Linked DNA regions of Rattus norvegicus: region 2 is linked to region 1. Evidence: chromatin contacts called from public Hi-C data. All regions are on one chromosome and are shown on one strand. The core of a region is the stretch at or near the end of the contact, and the rest is flanking DNA. Distances in the headings are between cores, read along the strand shown.

What was found. A called contact is a pair of places that touch in the nucleus more often than the background predicts.
Region 2: a Hi-C map of kidney shows a contact between it and region 1, with 2.2 times the contacts expected there. The contact joins two enhancer-like sites. A contact is called at or near these places in 4 of 12 Hi-C or Micro-C datasets (the A7r5 cell line, Schwann cells, frontal cortex and 1 more).

The regions. Positions count from the first base shown.
Region 1 is chr1:240,250,723-240,254,114 of GRCr8, reverse strand. No RefSeq gene overlaps it. Among named protein-coding and RNA genes, the nearest start is that of Pten, 210 kb to the right of the region's middle. Within about 2 kb of position 1,769, at least 5 of the 93 cell types and tissues checked have an H3K27ac peak or open chromatin away from gene starts, as enhancers often do. A contact at or near this core is called in kidney, where this site is marked.
Region 2 is chr1:240,539,445-240,542,836 of GRCr8, reverse strand. All of the region lies in intron 4 of Rnls (renalase, FAD-dependent amine oxidase), which reads left to right. Among named protein-coding and RNA genes, the nearest start is that of Rnls, 180 kb to the left of the region's middle. Within about 2 kb of position 1,631, at least 43 of the 93 cell types and tissues checked have an H3K27ac peak or open chromatin away from gene starts, as enhancers often do. A contact at or near this core is called in kidney, where this site is marked.

The DNA of each region.
Region 1 (3,392 bases), core at 520-3,019:
ATGGGGCTAATTGCCCTTCCTCCCACCTAAAGCCTTTATCAGAAGCCAAGTGGAGTCAGAGGACTTCCAGAAAATGAACATCTGTTCTTTATAAATTATCCAGGTTTGGCCAGTATGCTGAAGCACTGGCTCTCAACCTGTAGGTCACAACCCCTTTGGGGGTTGAATGACCCTTTCATAAGGATGCTTAAGACCACTGGAAAACACAGATATTTATATTACGGTTCATAACAGTAGCAAAATTACAGTTAGGAAAAAAACAACGAAAATAATTTTACGGTTGTGGGTCACTACAACATGAAGCACCATATTAAAGGGTTGCACCGTTAGGAAGGTTGAGAGCCACTGTGCTAAAGCAAAAGAAAACAACCCGAGACAGGAAAAAAATGGCCATCTGGGGCTGAAGAATTATGTCCTAATGGTATCCGCCATGGGCTAGGCACACTGGACCTGAGGCTTCACCTAGTGGCAGCAGCCAAAGATCTGACCACTTGGCTCACATCACGGAATTTATCCATGGTCCCTAAATATTATGCTCTGAAAGCCTCTTCAGTCTGATGTTTGCCAAGGCCAAGAGAACTTGTTATTCCCATACAATTCTTCCTTCTTGGACTCTTGAGTTCTAGCATGCACTAGATGCTTTTATTCACAGTCTCTTACTTCATGAAAGACTCGGAAATGTATAAACAGAAAGGGGGGGATGGGTGTTGAGGAATAATGAGATAAAGGAGTTCTGACCAGACCCTGACCTGCTCTCAGGTGATAGAAAAGGAAGGGTGTGTTCTAAGTTGCATCAGAGCGGTTCTGCAGAGGAAGGAAGCTCTTTGGGGAAGCAGTGGTCTGCAATGTTGCCAGTGCCTGAGGGAGGTGTCCCAGGTCAGCAAGACTCACCTCAGCTGATGTCAGGGGAACAGCTCTCCCCTGAAGACACCTTTGGTATGAGAAAGGGTCTAGGGCCACACACTGGAGCCCAAGAGAAAAAAAAATCACAGGCAAAATGGACGGAGAGACACAGTCGAATCACATCTTCCTCCCCATGCCTTAACCTTTCCCCCATTTCCTCTTAGCTGTGGTTAAACAGAAAACATCTCTATTAAATGAGGGCCTCTTGCTTAGAGTCTCCCTCCACCTTCTGATTCCACCAGGGGCTGCCTGTAGCTAAGAAGCGGCCTGCCTGAATGCAGTTGCTCTCCCTCAGCTTCTGTTTGTGTCCTCTGTCAGCCCTTCCCACCCATGCCTCTCAGACCCCTTCATTCGGACGTCCAATTTCCCTGCTTCCTTCCACGGACCCCACCCTCCCTGCCTCCTTTCTCCTCTCTGCAACCCACGTCCTTGTTCCCCTCCCCCTCCTTTTCTCCTTTCTCTTCTCCTCCCTGGTCCCTGCCCCCACAACTCTTCCTCTCTACTTCCTCCTTGCTCTCTCCTCCTCCTCCTCCTCCCCCCTCCTCCTCCTCTTCCTCCCCCCTCCTCCCCCCCTCCTCCCCCCTCCTCCTCCTCCCCCCCTCCTCCTCCCCCCCCTCCTCCTCCTCCTCCCCCTCCTCCTCCTCCCCCTCCCCCCTCCCCCCTCCCCCCTCCCCCTCCCCCTCCCTGTCCCTCACATCCCTGCTTCCCTGTGCTGGTTAGGTTTTTGTCAACTTGACACAGGTCATCTGGGAAGAGGGAACCTCAAGTGAGAAAAGGCCTTCTTCAGATTAGCCTATAGGCAAGTCTCTGGGTCATTTTCCTGATTAATGATTGCCATGAGAGGGCCAAGTTCACTGCGGGTGGTGCTGCCCCTGGGCAAAAGAGAGAGAGAACTGAGCAAGTGATGGGGAGTGAGCCAGTGAGCACAGTACTCCTTGGCTCCTGCCTCCGCTCCTGGGTTCCTACCCCAACTTTCCTTAGTAATGCACCGTGTTAGGGACTTGTGAACCAGTCTTTCCTGCCAAGTTACTTTTGGTTGTGGTATTTCACAGTGATAGAAAGAAAACTAAGACATCCCCTCTCCTCCCTGCCTCTTTCTCTCTATACCCACTGTTCTCCATCCCCTTCCTTCTCTCTGTCTAGTCTGACTTTACTGACCTCAGACCATCTCAATAAGTGCTTCCTGATTTCCTTGCTTCTGATTTCTGTCAGATCCAAAAGAAGACTCCAGTTTTAAGTACAGTTATCAGAAGGCTCAGCTAAGGAAAGAGGAGTTGTAGCTCATTCCTCATGTGTGTGTGTGTGTGTGTGTGTGTGTGTGTGTAAAATAAGTATATTGAAAAATATTTTATCATAAAAATTTCCAAGCACATGAACTACTTTGTATTGTTTCTTTGTAGTTTCCCAGAGGCTAACTGTGCCTAACACACACGCAGGAGAGAGAGAGAGAGAGAGAGAGGCAGAGACAGAGACACAGAGACAGAAGACAGACAGACAGAAACACACATGTACATATACATATATTCTTAAATGGCCATTGAATGAAAGCCTCAACCAACAAATGAATGGACGTGGAAGTCACACACCCCTTTATCTCACTTGAGCATGAGTCCACAGTATCTGCTGAACCAGAGAGCAGAGACATCCATCTTGTGAATCCTCGGGTGGAGACCCATTACATCAGCAGACATATTAAAAGGAAATGGTGTTACTGTCGCCTGTCTGTCCTCTTCAATGGCCAGCATTTTCCTTGTTAACTTCATTAACTTTCCTGGCAAATCTTCTTTTATAAACACAGGTAGAATCCCAGCGCAAAGCTCCCGACACAGAGCCACTGGCTCTGCTCGTTCTCTCAGCCAAGCTGGGGCTCTCTCCCTTCCCCTTCCACCCCTCACTGGTTCATCCCTGGATCCCTCTCGCTCATCTATCCAGCAAATGTTGGTGTGTTGCCTTCCCCGTGACAGCCTGTGTGCTGCAGGCTCTGTGTATGCCATCGCATTCAACCCACATAAGACGCTAAGGAAGGAACTTTTATTTTCTTTACTTTTTACATAAAGGAACCAAGGTGAAAGTTGGTCAAATGGGTTCCCCCTAATTGCCTTGATTTGCTCACCACTGAAACAGTTCTCAGGACATGGACCTTTAAGTTTTAAACTCAGAACAGTCCCGGGCAAGCTGCTCCAGTTTTCCCAGGACTTGGAAATTCCCCGGGGCATGAGACTTTCAGTGCCAGCACTGGGAAAGCCCCGTGCAAACTGGATGGGTTGGTTACCCTGCTCCAACCACATGCCTGGGGCCATCCAACTGGTCCGCATGAGACCCAAAACCATTTTATCTGATTCCAGGGCCCCACATTTACCCCACCATGACCATCTAACCTCTAACCCAATGTTTTGAGCTGCTACTAAACCACACTATAGTTACACCCAAATACCGCTGTGCCGTTCAGGTCCCCACGACTGTGATACATGTGTGTCACAATCACTGAT
Region 2 (3,392 bases), core at 382-2,881, 290 kb before region 1:
TGTAACCTAGGGAATGTCATTTCACTTCTGCAATCCTTGAAGGTCCTTCTGAAGACAATATCAGTGATTATACGGAGCCCATTTTGTAAAAACTGTAAACAGTTACATAAATAGTTATTTTTGTCCTCCTTGTCATCTCAGCTGCCACCTTTGTTACAAATAACCTGCCATTCATTTTGCCCTGTCCCCCTCCCTTTGCTTCTTGCCTGCTTCTTCTACCTCCTGTCTTTTCTGCCAGATAAATTTGCTTCCCTGCAAAAGGCTGATTATTTGGAGACATCATCACTAGCCAATCAGAGCTCAGCATTCCTTCTGGCTGGTAAGCCAATCAGATGCAAGCTCCAGGTCTCCTTTCAGTGTTGCTAGGGTTTCAGGTCTACTTCTAAAAACTGGCTTGCTTGCTGCTGGTTCATTCTGTCCCTCTCTTCCTCCAACCCCCCTCCCCATCCCCTTGCTCTCCAAACCCTTCCCTTTCCCTCCTCCCCTCTTTTGGGTTTGGAGCAATTCCAAATGCTTAAGCCTTCCGGAAGTTTGGGTTATTATGAATAAGCAAGGTTTAACTGTGTATTTTTTCCCTTGAGAAACAGGGCAGCTTTTCCACATTCGACTTTGAAAGCATGTGTTTTAGCAGCTTAATGTCCCTTGGTCCATAAAACCGAATTTAGTTGTGTTTAAGGGAATTTTTTTGGTGCGGAGTGACTTTTATTCAGATGACTAGAAGATAAACTGGCATTGAACTTGGCAGTGAGACATCTTGTCATTTGAACCTCATTGGGCTAACACAGCGGATTCTAAGTATGTCAAAGCTGATGGTGGAAGATAATATTTGATAGCACTCAGTTGTTCTGTTCTATCTTGAACTTTCAGTGATGGGATTAGTGGTGAAAGTCACTGGTCAGCAACGATGGGGACTCTCACTTTATGGCTAAGTGGGTGTTCCTTCCATCACATCTGGACCCATGGGTCCTCTTTAAATGCTCTCCAGCTGGGCGAGTGAAGATGCCCTCGACACAAACTGCCTCTGCCTCCCGAAAGCATAAGGGCGATGCCAGATTGACTAGGAGAAAACAGCAACAAGAGCTATGTCTTTCTCCTAACCTTTGCTGCATTCTTAAGAGCTGGAGCAGCATAAGGATTCACAGTGTAAAATGACCCAAGACAGGGGGCACAAAGCCAGAATTCTGTCAGAAGAAGCTTAGAAAAGCTTAATGATTAACAAAGGAGTCGCTGCCTTCGGGCTCTGACCTTTAGAACTAACCAGCTTTAAGCTTTTGGTTCTAGCCCTTCAAGTCACTTGTATCAAAGAAAAAGGTACTTCCTAAAGACATTACCGTCCATCCATTCAAAAAAGAAAAAAATATAGAAGAGAAAAGGTGTCAGTACTAGGGAATGTGTTCTCAGACAGCATGGTCTTAGTCCTAAAAACAGTATTAATTGTTCACATATTTTAATTATTTATTTGGGGAGGTAGCCTTTAAGGAAGGCCTTGGTGTTAGTGCATATCCTGCAGGTGAAATGTATGAAATTTGGTTAACATGGTAACGGCTCTAAAAATACCTAGGCTACAGTTTAACCACAGAGTTTCCTCCTTAACGTAAAAGAGCCGCTGCCATGAGGTGCTCGAAAGTGCAACAAGAGCCACGTCTGACTCCGTGCAAGCAGCCTCTCGAGTCAGGCCTGGCAAGGACGGTGCACTGCCACTCGGCATCAAAGCAGCAATTAAAGTTTCGTGAGACCATCCGACAGAGCGCAACCCAGCTGATCCAAATGTCTACGCATTCTCCTCTCCCTGTCTCTACCTCTTCTGCTCCCACCCACAGCAACCAAGCAGGGTGTGGCAGGGGTTCAGTCACTATAGCGTGACCACAGGGCCTCACCCAAGGAAAAACGTGGGTCGCAGAGACCCAAGCGGGTAAGGAGGCTACAGCAGTTTTCCCAGCACTCTCTGCGGAGACTCAGATAGAGGGTGCAGGGAAGGTAAAATTGCTCACTTGAGGTTTTTTATCCGAGAGGCCCTCGCTTCACAGAACAAAGGGTGGTGGAGGGTGTGACCTTTCCCTGGATGGCTTTGCAGTTGCCCAGGTCAGGCAGGTTCCTCTGAGCTCTAAGTCTCCTTACAGGGTTAAGAGATTTCTTACAAAAATCAGTCTGTCAAGGTTGCATGACTTGGTAAATGAAACCACTGACACCCGTTTATACTAGAATTTCAGATAAACAATGAATAATTTATTTAGTAAAAGAATGTCTGGTGCAATATTTGGGACATTGAAGACATTCCTTGTTCATCTGAAATTCAGATCTGGGTGTTGTGTGTTCTACCTGGTAACTCCAGTAAAATCCTCTGGGCTTCTTCCGTAGACTTCTCACCTCCGAGAGCCTGGACTGTACTGTTTGCTTAAGGCCTTTCCCTTCGGCTTGTTTTGGTTTTGTTTGGTTTTGCTTTACCCTGCCTCTCAGACCTCGGGTGGCTTTACAGACCCAGAGGTGAGGACATGAAGTAGCAACTGCTAAGCTCTGTCTCATCTTAGTGTGTGTGCTTTTGATGCATGCAATGTTTTTGTAATATTTCATTTTATGTGCGGGGGTGCCTTGCCTGCTTGTATGCCTGTGCACCGTGTATGTGTCTCGTGCCAGCAGGGGCCCAAGGAGGGCATCAGATCCCCTGGAACAGGAGTGAGGTAGCTGTGAGAGGTCCTGACGGTGCTGGGAATAGAAGATAGGTCCTCTGAAACCGCCTTTGCAATGCCCCTACCTACTGGGCCTTCTCTCCTGCCCAGTGAATGGTCTTTTGGAGGGGGTGTCTCTGGCTGTCCTGGATCTTGCCAGTTTGGCCTTGAACTCACAGAGATTTACTTATCTCTGCCTCCCAAGTGCAGGGACTAAAGGAATGTCTAACCATAGGCTGAATGGTCTGTTTAACTAGCACAACCTTCTGTGTGATAGGCTACTTAGAGTCTACAGAAAGAGCATGTGACCTGACCAAGGTCACACAGCTAACAAGCACCAAAGCCAGGCGAGACGGACGCTAACTAAGCTGCTGACTCGGTTGCCATGGCACCAGCGCTGTTAAGTGTGGCTTTGGTGGTTAGTTCACACTAGGCTCTCCCTAGTGCTTCACACTTCATAAGCGAAAGACACCACCTGCCAGCTGAACTAGGACTGTTCTCCCTCAACTTAGACAAACCACCGTGTTTGTCTCTTTTCTGTCAGCGTACCTCCAGCATACTTCTGATCGCTCTTCCCTGGAGTAGCTCTAAGTGCTCTCTGCATGTTGTATGTTATGATCTATATGATGTGGCTATGTGGTCTCTTAAGTGGTACTGAGGCTGTAGGAATAGTGATTACAATTTCCTACTGAGGGATTCAAAAGCCATGGCTCCTAGGTGTCGAGC